3 separate regions of the Mus musculus genome follow, and all the other regions are linked to region 1. Evidence: chromatin contacts called from public ChIA-PET data. All regions are on one chromosome and are shown on one strand. The core of a region is the stretch at or near the end of the contact, and the rest is flanking DNA. Distances in the headings are between cores, read along the strand shown. Region 1 holds the start of Sh2d1a (SH2 domain containing 1A). Region 2 holds the start of Xiap (X-linked inhibitor of apoptosis). Region 3 holds the start of Stag2 (stromal antigen 2).

Evidence for each region. ChIA-PET counts read pairs in DNA pulled down with a chosen protein or histone mark.
Region 2: an RNA polymerase II ChIA-PET map of effector CD8 T cells shows a contact between it and region 1, with 19 read pairs. The contact joins the promoter of Xiap here to the promoter of Sh2d1a in region 1. A contact is called at or near these places in 3 of 484 Hi-C or Micro-C datasets (CD4 T cells, embryonic stem cells and rod photoreceptor), 2 of 115 datasets of contacts at active chromatin or transcription factors (effector CD8 T cells and memory CD8 T cells) and 1 of 9 other capture datasets (liver).
Region 3: a contact with region 1 is called in an RNA polymerase II ChIA-PET map of effector CD8 T cells, with 33 read pairs. The contact joins the promoter of Stag2 here to the promoter of Sh2d1a in region 1. A contact is called at or near these places in 2 of 39 promoter capture datasets (hippocampal neurons and liver), 21 of 484 Hi-C or Micro-C datasets (the Ba/F3 cell line, CD4 T cells, CD8 T cells and 11 more), 14 of 115 datasets of contacts at active chromatin or transcription factors (the 230-238 cell line, the SCID.adh cell line, T-cell acute lymphoblastic leukemia and 9 more) and 3 of 9 other capture datasets (adipose tissue, embryonic stem cells and liver).

The regions. Positions count from the first base shown.
Region 1 is chrX:42,499,770-42,504,329 of GRCm38.p6, forward strand. It overlaps Sh2d1a (SH2 domain containing 1A), which reads left to right and starts at 2,796. Exons shown (of 4, transcript NM_011364.4): 1 at 2,796-3,090. The coding sequence starts at 2,954.
Region 2 is chrX:42,065,383-42,069,942 of GRCm38.p6, forward strand. Xiap (X-linked inhibitor of apoptosis) reads left to right here and starts at 2,454. Exons shown (of 8, transcript NM_009688.3): 1 at 2,454-2,674; 2 at 2,975-3,100.
Region 3 is chrX:42,147,458-42,152,017 of GRCm38.p6, forward strand. Stag2 (stromal antigen 2) reads left to right here and starts at 2,697. Exons shown (of 34, transcript NM_001290713.2): 1 at 2,697-2,834.

The sequences.
Region 1 (4,560 bases), core at 1,546-4,045:
GAGACAAGTTTAGACAAGAAGACCCTTTAAACCTTGCCTGACAGGTTTTCTAGCTTTCAATGTTTTGGTGTTGGACTTGAATGGCATCTATATTCAGAACGTTTTCTTTAAAATATAAGGCACTCTTCCTCTATGATAGTTTTTATTTCTGAGATTATTTTAAAAACAATGAGAACAAATGCCTCCTCCTGTTGAGACTTCAGGATCTTGCTTCTTCCTCAAAAAATGAGCTACCCCTGTGTTTTTCTCCAAAGAAGCTTGCTTGCTTGCTTGCTTGCTTGCTTCATTCATTCATTCATTCATTTATTCATTCACTTATAGCACAGAATGTTGAAGCTGAAAATGACTACTCAGGGTTCACCTGGCTCAATTCCATTTGACAGATGGAGAAAATAAGGCTCAGAGAGAGGAAACCATTTAGTGATAAAAGGTGGAGTACAATTTGGACCTCAAAATACCTTCCAATTCTCATCGCTGTTTCTAAGGGGAGCCAAAGGAATGGAAAAGCACTCTCTCTCTCTCTCTCTCTCTCTCTCTCTTTCTCTCTCTCTCTCTCTGTGTGTGTGTGTGTGTGTCAGAGAGAGAGAGAGACAGAGATAGACAGAGACAGTCAGAGACCGACAGAGAGACAGACAGATAGACATTGAGAGTCAGAGAAAGAGACAGACAGACAAGGGGGAGAGATAATTTCATATTGTTTTCTTGACAATTTTAATTTCAGACATTTATTCATTCACTAAACCCATCCACTCTGTGCCAGTCTCTGAGGATACAGTGGCAAACAACATATATAAGACCCTGTTGATATGCACCTTAAGGTCAAGTGATAGAGACAGGCAACATACAAGTAGATTCTTCCTCTCATAAATGGGGCCCATTCCTTAGCTCTTTGTCTGTTGGTGTCACTGTTATCTCCCCTTCTCTGTTATGTGATCTTTGTCTTCCTGTACTGTGGGTACAGGGACAGGGAAGGAAGAAAGCTATTTCAGTTCCTCTATTCTCTACACTTCAAGCTCTGTGTGAAGTTTGAATTTGCCAAAGTCAAGCTTAGTGCCTGCATAGCAGCAGAGCAAGGGTGTCAGTATTTTTCATCAACACTGCACTGGTGGGCTGGCTCACCTGTCAGTTTGCTTGTGAGATGACAATAAGGTAGTGGATGTGAGAGTTGTACTATTACCGTATAATTTAACTGTTCTCTTGTGATGTGATTTTCGTTGTGCTGAAGCCCACTGTACCTGGCTGCTTTGACAAGCGTGCTATTTTAGCAATGCAGAATGAAACAGAAAGAAAAGAATGCATGGGATGCTTGCTCCGTCAGATCCAGGTTTCTCTGTGCCTGTGTTTGTAGATGATTTGTTCAGGGTTGTTCAGAGACAAAAAAAATGAGGTTAGGTTTTGTTTTTAACCTATGGAACACTGAATGTTCTAGCAGTTACACTCTAGGTGGGCTACTGTCCGTATGCCTTAATAAAAGAAGATTACCCCTTTCTTTCTTTTCATATTTAAAATGCCATCATTATAACTGATTTCTAAATAGAGTCCTGGTTAGGCTAAACTCTGATGTTTTTAACATTGATGTAGGTAGGCATTTATGTATGAGAATAGAAGTTACAACACATTTATCAACACCTGTGCGATGATGTAAAATGGATTTTATATCCACAATGATTCTGGCCTAGCCCCATATGCCAAAGGGTATATAGAAGTTCACACAGGACACCAATGGACAGACCAAACTGGACAGAAAAAGCCCACAAACCAGCAGCTCTACAGGAAGAACTACAGACAGCTGAGTAAAATCGGAAGTAGAAGAAGTGGTCACCCGTGGGAAGAGCACACTAATTGGTCGTCTACTACCAAATGGCTATCCCTGAAAACATACATACAAATAGCACCATACAGGCACAACTGGATGTGTTTAGGAATTACACGTATATACATATATGCATGCAATAATACAATAATACAATAGCAATGTTGTTGAAGAGCAGGGAGGGATTCATGGGAGGGTTTCAAGGGTGAAAAGGGAAGGGAGAAATGCTGTGATTATATTGTGATTTTAATAATAATAAAAACAAAGAAGTACCAACAAAAGAATTTAGTCTTCTTAAGCTCCTTAGCTAGATCCATCTACACTTTTTTTTTTTTAATATGATGACAATTTTTTTCATAGTTTTGGATTTTGGACAAAACATTAAGGTAAAAATACTTGTTTTGGCCTAAGTGTATTCAAGGATTTGGCATATGGCTTCGGGATAGAAGACCTCATCTGCGAGGCCCCGAATTCCATCATCAGCATTGAAGAAAAGAAAGCTGTTTCAGGACCATCTAGTCCCAAAGTCTGTAGTTCAGTAGCCCTTGGTGATGCTGTGGAAGCCTTGCAGCCATGTTCTGCTGTGGTTTTGTAGCTTGACTGCTTTTATGCTTTTATTTTGTCAGTCTGCTTCTGCCCCTCATGATGAACACGTCCCATTCACTTCTATCACCAATTCTTTTGTTCACTCGTTAAGACAAGTCATTGTCAATGGCTTCGAAGTTTGCAGGAACTACACAAGAACAAAGGCACTAGCAAGTTTCTCATCTTTGTGCAAGCTCTGTTTGCGTTGCTGGCACAGCTCAAATACTGCAAGTGTTCACCTTTTCAGCGTGCCCCCTCCCCCACCACAAACCTTTGTTGGAGAATAGATGATCAAACCCATGACAAGTTTGAAGCTGTTAAACTGCTGAGCTGGCCTGAATTGAAGTGTGAGAAGAGGTTTTAAGGCAGGTAGACAACATCCTGTTGTTAGGGTGTTTCTCTCTCTCTCTCTCTCTCTCTCTCTCTCTCTCTCTCTCTCTCTCTCTCTCTCTCTCTCTCTCAATACTGCCCAGTAAGCCACTGCAGCGGCAACAGCAGCAGCAAAGTTTCCTTTTTACCATCCTTCTTCTGGGCCCATCAAAGAGTTTGCTAGGCATGGATGCAGTGACTGTGTACCACGGCAAAATCAGCAGGGAGACCGGGGAGAAGCTCTTACTCGCTACCGGGCTGGATGGAAGCTATCTGCTGCGAGACAGCGAGAGTGTCCCTGGCGTGTACTGCCTGTGTGTTTTGTGAGTATATCTCGTGGTAGTGGCAGGTTGTTAGCATGGGTAGCCTGCCCTTTCAGGGGAGGGCTGGGAGGAGTGGCAGGGGATGACAGCTTTTGGCAGAGGTACCTAGGGAATACAGGCAGCAGGAACTGAGTACTCTTCCAGCTCTGACGTATGGTCCCAGGGCTCAGCCCAGGGATGTGGTGGGCAGTACTTGTACGTACGTCCCTCACTGCGGATTTTATCAACTGCATTTCACCAGTGCGTTTGTGGCAGCTTCACTGAATACCCTTCAGAATGGGAAAACATGGCCTAGAACTTACCTTTACTTTGAGAAAGACCCATACTCTGGACTTCGGCTCTGATTCCAAGTAGACACCATGATGGTGGAGCCCCGGGAAGTTGGACTATTTGTATTCTGGGCCATGAAGTAAGGCAAAGGAAGGTCTTTCTCTATCATTCTCTACAAATGTGACTGAAAATGGTACCCTAAAAGAAAAGCATCTAGCAAATGCTTGAAGAAGTGGTTAGCCAGGAAATGGAATCCATTGCTTTCAGAATGCAGCCCAGGGAAGGCAGAGGTAGACAGATGTGTGTGAGTTTCAGGTGACTAGCCTGGTTTTACATGGGCCGGTTCCATGCCAGCTAGGGCTACATAGTATAAGATCCTATTAAAAAACAGTAGCCAACAACACTAAAGCAGTACAGTGCTGAAGAGGATGTGTATGCAAGAGTAGGGGCACCTTTCTGGTGCTGCTGAATTGCCTTGTTTTATAAGAGGCATAATGAGTTTTAAAACGTGCTGTGTCCCGTAAATGATAGGAGTGAGAATAGTTTTAAAGAACAGAGAGAGGGAGAAAACATCATTGTAATTATCCCACTTTGAGCTTTGCCTAGACTGGTCTCAGCCTCTTACTCCATTTTGAACCAGGTGCAGCTGCATCTTGGCTCTGTACAACCTCCCTGAGCAAATCCTACTGTAGTCAGACTCAAAAGGTTGTTATCTCACAACACCAATCTCTTAGCCATTGATTTTAAATGGGATTCATATTCTAAGGGTCAATGAAGATTAAATACCTCCATGTACAAAAAAAAAAAAGACAAATGAACACTGGGCTTGACGCTCAGCAAATGGAAGTCTGGTTTATTATTAGTCTCTTTTTGGACAAATTATTCCGGTACTCCTTGAGGCAGTCTACAGAAGGACCCAGTTCAAGCACTACTGTAAGCAGGATATATATATATATATATATACATATATATATATATATATACACACACATATACACACACATAATACACACATACATACACACACACATATATATATATATACACACACACACACACACACATATATACTGTATGCTTATACATATATCCCAGTAAAACCTCACTCTAATACAGTAGAGTCTACATGAAAGCAAAACAAAAATGCTTGGTAGTGAGTTCTGTACATGATGATACACTGCAAAAATTTGACGTACTCTC
Region 2 (4,560 bases), core at 1,204-3,703, 430 kb before region 1:
CACCCCTACCCTCAACCTCTCCTGCCCAGAGGCTGGACTTCCCTTCCCCTTCTCTTCCCCGTTTCTCATTCCTATATAAACCTGTTATTTTGATCATGCATGTTCTTGATCCTCAACTCCTCTCTGGTCCACTCCCCTCTTTTCCTCTTCTCTTTCTCTTTCCATCTTCCCCCTCTCTCCTCTCATGGCCTGGTTCAGGCTAAACTTTTCCAGATGCTTCTGGTTGAAGTCTCCACTAAAATCCTTCTCCTTAACCATACACACTGTAGTCATGTCCTCCTCTTCATTCACTTACAATGGTTAAAACCAAATGTCTAAAACAGTAAATTTACATATATTTCACAATAAAAAACTGTGTTAGCTGGTTGGGTGTAGTGGCTTAATTAAGCTCATCTCAGCACTCAGCATGTTAAGGCAGAGGATTGCCATGAATTTGAGCCCAGCTTGGAATATGTAGCCAGACAAGACTACACATAACACATCAAGACCTTATCTCACCAAACGTGGTGGAACAATCCCAATTCTCAGGCAAGACGAACAGGAATTAAAGGTCATCCTAGGCTACATAGCAAGTTTGCAGCCAGCCTAGGATACATGAGGTCTTGATTCAAAAAATCCAAGCCAAACAGTACAAGCTAGGTGACATAGCTGGAGCTTGCAATCCTAGCAGTCAGAGACTGCTACATAACGTTCATTGATTTCAGGCTGACCTGGTCTACACAATGACTTCTGAGATAGCCTGGGCTATTTAGTGAGACCCAGATTCAAAACAAACAAACAAACAAACAAAACAAACTAAAACAAAACAAAAAGCCCAAAACTACAATAATAAAGATTCTATAATGACACCTTAAGTTTAAAGAATAAAAGATTACAGAGACTGAGAAAATATAATCTTCAGGTAAGGAAATTAGTTTCAATAAATTACTAGAGGGCAGGCAAACTGGTAAGAGCTGGGGCAGGGTAAATAGTTCCCTTAGAAGACACCATAGCACTGTGTTGGAGGAGAGTGAACTTAATTAAGGCTAAGATGATTAACTCTTATCCTGAAGTCAAAATGGAAAGATTTAACTCAGCCTCAGGCAAGCTAGATGGGGGTGGGGGGGAGGCGGAGCAAGCCTAAGAACAGAGAAATCAGACTGGGCAATGGTCAGAAAGACCTAGGGTTGAGTCATACTGTTCAGCTCCTACAGAGACAGGTACAAGCGACTTCAGCCTCTTCTAAATGAGTTGATGGTGGACAATATCAAGACAAATGAGGGTAGCCTGGGACTTTTTTTCTTTTCTTTTTTTCCCAGACAGGGTCCCTTGCATCTCCGACTGGCCTCAAACTTCCTATTGAGGATGGCCTTGAACTTCTGACCCTTCTGTTGATAAAGATGGAGCTTTGTTGGTTTGCTTATTTAAGAGTGCTGGACAGGTGAGATCAGTATTTGCTTGCAGTTGTTTTGTTGGCAGTGGTGGGGTTTGAATTCAACCTTGTATGTGCTAGACAAGTGATCTACTACTGAGCCTCATTCCCAGCCCTCGCTTGGAATTACCTTCATTGTAATAAGTCAGATGCAATTTTCAGAGCTGTAAGAGTACACCCCAGGGGGCCTGGGACACAGATGGCTTAGTGGGGAAGGGCATCACCACCAAATCTGAGGACATTAGTTCTTCCCTAGAACCCACATGCTGGGAGAGAACAGACTCAAGTTGCCCTCTGACCTCATACAGTAAGACAATGTAATAATTTTTAAAAAAGATTGCATTAGAAGGAATATTACATTGGCAAAAGTTGAAGAACCAAATACATTTCTTTGTCTTCTCTTCCAAGTTCCTTTTCATCAAGGACAGCATTATTTAACCAGGCAGATGGTGCCCATGGTCTTCTCCTTTTAAATATACCCAATCCATCTTAGTACACTAGCCATTAAGAGTCAAAGTTCCTGAAACCTAAGTATAGGTTTATCTGACAACCCTACAAGCATATAGCATGATCACCATTTTGTATAATCTTCTCTTGTGTCTTTTCCATCTTTGTTCTATTATTTTTCTTTGTTCTTCACAAATTTCTCTCACCCTCTTTTTGTCTCCCTGTCTCGTCATTCCTTCTAGCTTCCTCTATTTGGAAACAACCGATTCTCTAATCTCAGTTTACTTTTTTGTCGGGTGGGTGATACTGGGATAATTATTTTCTCCGGGGCTCAGTTTCCTCTGTAGGGTGGAATTTAATAGAGGTGTTCTGCCTTCCATGGTTTTCAAAATAACATTGAGGAATATGTTATATACCTAGCAGAGTCCCTGGTATCCTGTGAGAGCTCAATGTACTGTGCCCTTTTCCCCTTGGTCTTTAATCTTCTTACCTGTATTCCCCTACTCCTCACCCTAGAGTCCAGGTAAAAGCTGGGGGGCGGTGGGGAGGGGGGAGAGAAAAAGTCCTGGATGCTAAAAGAGGAAATGCTTGAGTCGGGGGCGGGGACTGAGAAGTGACCTGTGCGCATGTGCAGCCGCTGGGTCAGGCTCTGGCTTGGAGCTGGGGAGGCGGGGGTTGGGGGGTGGGGGGGGGGTTGGGCTGCATAATGAGGACTGGGGTTTTTCTCGATGTCCCCTTCCGGCTCTGGGAGGCGGCGGGACCTTGGCGGTCCCCCGAGCGGGCGCGACGCTAATCGAGGGCCGCTCGGCCAGAGAGGTAGGCTGGAAGATGGCGGAGTGGGAAAGAAGGAGGGGCTCTGCCGGGCGGGAGCGGAGCTCCCGGGGGAGGGGATGGGGGTGGCGGTGGGAAGGACATGGCCTGAGGCCAGTGGCTGGGCGAGCCCGGGAAGCTGGCGGGCTGCACCGGTTGAGTTTTTTTTTTTTTTAAAAGTCCTGACGTGGATGCACTTGGTTCCGGTCTTCGAGTTTTATCCGATGGGACTGTCCTGCCTGGGAAGGCCGAGGGAGGAAGGAAGGGAGGGAGACAGACATAGTGACTTCCGTTTCCTTCTCCTAGGCCGGGGCCCGCCGCCCAGCAGAGTTGTGTTTTCCTGATCCGGGCTCGGGCCGCCCCTCCTCCGGGACCCTCCCCTCGGGAACCCGTCGCCCGCGGCGCTTAGTTAGGACTGGAGTGCTTGGCGCGGTGGGTACAGCTCTTGTGGGTTTCCCGCCCTCCCTTCCTCTCCCTCTGCTCCCCTCCCCTCCCTTCCCCTCCCCTCTCTTCCCTCTCCTCTCCTCTGCTCTGCTCTTCCCTCCCTCCTCCTCCCTCCTCCCGCGTTCCTCCTCCTCCCCCCTCCTTCCTTCTCCCCCCCTTCTCCTCCCTCCCTCCTTTTCCTTCCCTCCATTTCTTCCCCCTCCCTTCCGCCTGGGCTAGCTCTGCCTAGTTGGGCGGGAAGGCCGCGCCCGCCCGCCCGCGGGGAATGCTGGACTGGGCTCCCTATCCAGGCTCCCCGGGATTGCCCCTGGAAGCCGTGGGTAGGGGGGCTGGCTTCAAGCCTTCGGGTCAGCCTCCTTAAACTTCGTGACACCTAAGGTAAATCTAGTTAAAATAATTAAAAAAAAAAAAAAGATTTGATCAACCTCCCTGCCCCCCCCCCCAGTTCGATACCTTGTATGGGGCAGGGTGGTGTGTTTCTGGCAAGGGCATGTGAACCCTAAAGAATGAGGGCCAAAGAGCTTCCAGAGGAGGAAGTAGCTGGTAATTTTTGCCTCTTTGTCACCTTGGTCACTTCCCCAGCATATTTCTGAGAGAAAAAAATGTCACTTATGACTTTCAGTTCCATTACTTTAACTCCGTTGAACTCCACAGTTTACTTGAGTTGTGGGGTGTTTTTCTTTTAAGCAGGGGCGGGAGGGAGGAAGGGAGTGGTGATTGCTGAAACTAAGCAGTGGCTCACTCCATCTCCAAAAAGGAGAACATAAGCCTTGGGGAAGACTAAACCTATCAGTTTGTAATAATCTACAACTTTACCTTCAAGTACAATTATGGCACTACTTCTGACATCCTAGCTATACCTTGATAGTGAATGAATCCTAGAAATGTCTTTTTTTTTAAAGACTGGAAAGTTCTACAGTGTTTCTTCATTCTTCTCATTTTCTCCTTAATAGGATTTTTTTTTTTTTTTTGTAGCCAGTTTCAAGAGAACACTGTTAAGAGCCGGCCATCTTAGAATTATAGCATTTTTGAGCTGGGAAGGATCTCAGCTCAACTCTTTTGTTTTACAAAGCAGAAACTAAGGCTCAGGGTTTCATGATTTGTGTAAGGTTACCATGCTAGCCATGCTAGTTAGATTAGAATTCAGATTTTCTAGCTCCCTGGCCACCCCACTCCTGTTGCTTCAATATAACCTCTAAGCAAATATCTAAGTATATTCTATTTAACATTTCTGTCATTTTCAGTGTAGTAAACATGTATGTGAAACTTGAGTCAGGGATTGTTTTCCCCATAACTTAAGAATGGAAAACATTTTAGGTCAGATAGATTTCTACCTACAGACACAGAAACATAAGCTTATATAGCTGTTTGGATTGGGTCACATGGATCCATGAAAGAGATAAAAAAAAATGGTAACCCTGGTTACTTCTGAAGAAGACGGATGGAAA
Region 3 (4,560 bases), core at 1,447-3,946, 350 kb before region 1:
CACAGCCCAATTGTTCTATTACTTCCAGTTGAATGTTGTTTTAACTGTAAACTTTCTATGCTCCCTATTAAGCCGCGCCATTGTGAAACTTCAGTTTGTTGAAAACTTCACAGAACTCTAGCAAAGAATTGGTTTAGAAGAGAAATGGAAACTTTGGTTTGAATGCTGTTCCCCTCCGATGCTTCACTGGTAAGCGAAAACATTTAAGGCGTTACTTCTTGTTGACATTTAGTTGCTTCTGCTCACTTGATTAAATATACCATAACTCTTGAAGTTCCAAGGAAACTGACCAGTAAGATCAGTGGATGGGAGAAGACCTACTAAGACATAGACCACACATATGGAGTAGAATTGAAGGACTGAAAGTCATCATTATATTGCATCAGGAATGCCCTGTGATTCCTGATTGGGTGTAATGTCACCATTTCCTCAGCTCATAATATTTTCCATTTGTCTTATTACTTATTTGAAACAATTTAATACGGAGGAAGGTATTTTAAATCCATATGTAAAACAAATGGAACAAATACTACTTAATCTGAGGCTATTTTAGGCGGCTAGGAAGTTCTGTAACAGCAATGGAGACACTGTTATTAATAGTTCCCTTCCTGTCCTAGGAGAAGAGAAGTTTGGCAGGGACAGGCCATTCCTGAGTGTCCCCCACCCCCGCATACAGTGCTCTAGGCAAAGGTCATGTAGGGTGGACTGGAAATGAAGTGACAAAAAGAAAAAATATCCTCACAATAAACACCCAAGGGTGATAAAGAGTCAAGGGAGTTGGACTGGGTGCAAAAGGTCTTTCTGTACTTCAAAATACTTGTGGGAGGGCTATGAGGAAGTACCAAGAACTGTAATTGTTAACAATGTGGCAAGGCCGCCTCCACACAAGGCAGCAGTGAGTGTCTAGTAATCTCCACAGGTCCCCTGCTAACCCTGTCCTTGCACGTGGATTTCACGCCACTTTGTCTGGTCCCATCTCCTCTTCCGCCCCCAAAAGTCACCTATAAAACCGGCTGAGCGGCCAATTAGCCTAGTAGTCCAGCTCCCTAAGTCTAGTAGAATTTGAGTATGGAGCTCACATTTTTATGGATCAGGAATAGTGAGTTGAAAATTATATCTATATATCCACATACACATATATATGTATAATTATATGTAATTCCCCCCACCCGTAGTCTTCCTGATAAAGAGAATCTTTAAACCATACTCGAAGGAAAAAAGAAAGCAAGCAAAATTGCCAAGCTATCCATTCTCGCTGGGATCAAGTGGCCTAGTTGGGTCTTTTGGGGAGGAAGTGTGAGGAGTGTTGGAAAGGACGTGAGGAAACCAGAGATCTGGGAACAAGTGGCCCTTTACTGGGGTGGGTTGTGTTGGAGAGCTCTGAAGGGTGCTGCTAGCCTGCAGGGCTGCCAGGGCTGCGCAGGGGGCGGGGAGCCGGACGATCGGCCCGCTGAAGCCCCGGAATTCCCACGGCGGGGCTCCAGTGGACACTGTCGCCGGCCTCTCGGCGACCTCCTCGGTGGCGCCGTGGGCCCTCAGCCAGTCCGCGCAGGGCGGAAGCGCGTCCCAACGGCTGAGTAAGAGAGGCGCGGGCACGCCAGCTTGTTTACCCCACTCGGCGGCGCGCCCCTGCGGGCGCCCCGTTCACAGGAGGCGTCCGAGCCGCGGAAGCGGGGAGTCCGGCGGCGGCGATTGGTCGGCGACACGGGGAGGAGGCTGGCGGGTGGGAGGGCTGCGTGGCGCGCGCCGCAATGGCAGCCCGCCGCCGCTAGATGCCGCTGCCTCCCAACAGGAGCTGGGCCGCGGGTTCGCGGCCGACAGATGGCGCCTGCGCGTTCCATTCGCCTCCAAGTCGCCGAAGAGCGAACACCCCAAACAATCCCGAAGCGCCACCAAAAAAAAAAAAAAAAAAAAAAAAAAAAAGAAAGAAAAAAAAAAAAAAGAAAAGAAAAAAAAAAGAAAGGAAAAAAAATACAGAAAAAAGGGAAAAAAACAAAACAAAACAAAAAAAGCACCCCGCCGGATCCGACCGCCACTTTCAAACCCCCCCACGGCTCTAGACCCGCGGGAGCTTCCGTCCCTCAGTAGAACTCAAGGGTGGAAAGAAGAGGAAGGGGGAAAAATCTTGTACCAGCCCAGGGGTGAAGAAGCCCCCGGCCTGAGAAAGAAGGAAGGAGTGGGGGAGGCCAACAGTCTCCTTGCTGCCTCTGTAGACGCTGAGGGGGGAGGTAAGTTATAAAATGGCGGAGGCGAAGCTTCTAGAAGTTTGGAGGGGCACCCGGAGGGCGCGCGGCCCACCGTGAGGTGTGTGTGCTTGCGATCGGGCGAAGAGAGCGTGCGGCCGGCCGGGAGGGAGCCGAGAAGGCCGGGCGCTCCGGGGCCGGGCCGCGGCCTCGTAGGGGGCCCCGCGCGGGGCAGCGAGCGAGCGAGTGGCCGTGTCCGGGCGGGGAGCGAGCCAGCGTCGCCCCGGCCCCGCGTCACCCCCTGCCTGTCCTCTCCGTCCCCAAGTCGCTACCCCAACACTTCCAAGGAACTTGCAGTCGCCCCCTGCGTCCCCTCCCCGCCTCCTTCCTCCCGGAGCCGCTTTTTTAGCGCAAGACGCTCCCTTCTCACTCCCCTCGCTGGAAGGTTGTCCCTTCGCCTCCCTCGCCCAAGTCTCCCCCGGGGACCTCGGCGGAGGGGGCTCCCCCCCCCACGGGTGGCCCAAAATGGAGAACGCGCAGCGGCGCAAGATGGAGGCTCGGCGCCTCCGCGTAGCCTGCTCGCTCGCTTCCTCTCCTCCCGGGGCCTCTTAAGCAGCCCGTGGAGGGGGACGAGAGCCCCCCAGACTGGAGGTGGGGTGGGGGTGCCATCCCTGGCCGGGATTCGGGGGGGGGACGGGTGGAGAAGAAAGGGGCAAACCCGGGGAGGCCACGGCCCGGTGGCGTGTGGTGGCGGGGAGGGGGGGTGGTGGTGGTGGCGGTGGGAGAGCGCGCCGTGGTGGTGCGGGGAAGGAAGCGAGCAAGATGGTGGTGCTGGGAACCCGGGGGGAGGGGAGGCCGAGCAGGCTCGTTTGTGTCTATTTGGGCCTCGGACCGAGGGAGGCGAGGGAAAATCTACTCTGCTCACACCCCTCCCTCGTCCCCCCTCCCCTCTCCCTTCCCCTCCTTGCCTCCCTCCCTCCCCTCCCCTCCCCTCCCCTCCCCTCCCCTCCCTCCCCTCCCTCTCTCCCTCCCTCCCTCCCTCTCTTCCTCCCTTCCTAGAGAGGGAACAACATTCATGTGACGGGCCCCTCGGCTTCTCTCCCCCGCCCCATCATCTCCAGCGCGTGGTGGGGGAACTGCTTGGGCAAAGCGGTTGGCATCGATCTCTCCATCCTTCCCGAGGCCCCGACTTCGGTCAGTTTTCTTAGGGCACCAATTTTCGAAATCGTTTGGGGTCCGGCGGCGTCGGTCCCCAGCGCGTAGAGCTTGCCCCGAAGGGGGCCCTGCCTGCCTGGCATGGGCGGAGGGGGGGGAAGGGCGGGAGTGGAAGGCTGTTTGTTGGGGGGTTTTGGCGCCACTTTTGTTTTAGTTTTAGTGCTGCTTTTTCGTTCCCACCCCCACCCGCACTGTCTTTCTCAAGGCACGAACTGAGCTGATCCTTGCCCCAGGTAGGCAGCCTCTGTTTTCCCTCCACACTTTTATTCTTGCTTGAGGGCGACTTTCTCTTTTCTTCTCTCACGTATCCGGAGATCTGCGGACTACAATTTTAGGAGAAAAAGGGTCGGCTGGGCCATGGGAGAGAGAAGGTGTGGGAAACAGCATCAAGTAGTTCCGCAAAACTTTGAGCCCCGTTCCCATTTTCTTCTGGCCTAGAATTGTAAACGTATTGTTGATTTCGGCCTTTTTTTCCCTTTCCCTCCCGCCGCGACAATGTCTTGTTTTGCCTTTAGTTTTGATTTTTTTTATTATTTTTTTGATAAACCGCTGTACTTTCGGCATTTAGTTTCTTCTCCTTGGTGTTATATGTCATTTTATTTTTAATCCTCAACGGTAATGGGTTCTCGTGTGATTTTTTTTTTTCGGGCTTTGGTGCTCGACTTGAATTTTTAATATTGCATTAGTAGTTTCATCCGGTCTGGGAGACTTTCTTCTCCGTGGCCTAGGATGTTTTTTTATGTTGTTGCCTACTCCCTCCCTCTCCCTCCTCCTTTCTTCTGTATGTAGTTTTTAAATTGAGGGTCGTGGTTTTTGATTTAATGATTATTTCCAGCTTCTATGCTATGTCTATCAGAAACTTTTGATCTGTGGGGTTAGGTTTAAGTAAAGGAGACGCTTGTGTTGGTTTGCAATGGTTCCTTAAAATGCGCGGGCCGCCTCCTCCTCGACCCTGGTAAAACCCCATCTTCCCTTCACATTGGAGTGTAAATTCCGTACCCCCTTTCTCCCACGGACCGCCGTATTTCACAGCAGCCACACCCTGTATATATGTCTCTGTGGATTGGACTCATTATCAGCTTAATTTAGTGACTTAAACCACCATGATGGGACTTGCTTAAGCACGAAGCTTCTTTTCCTGTTTGGTCCTGGTGGCTAGTGT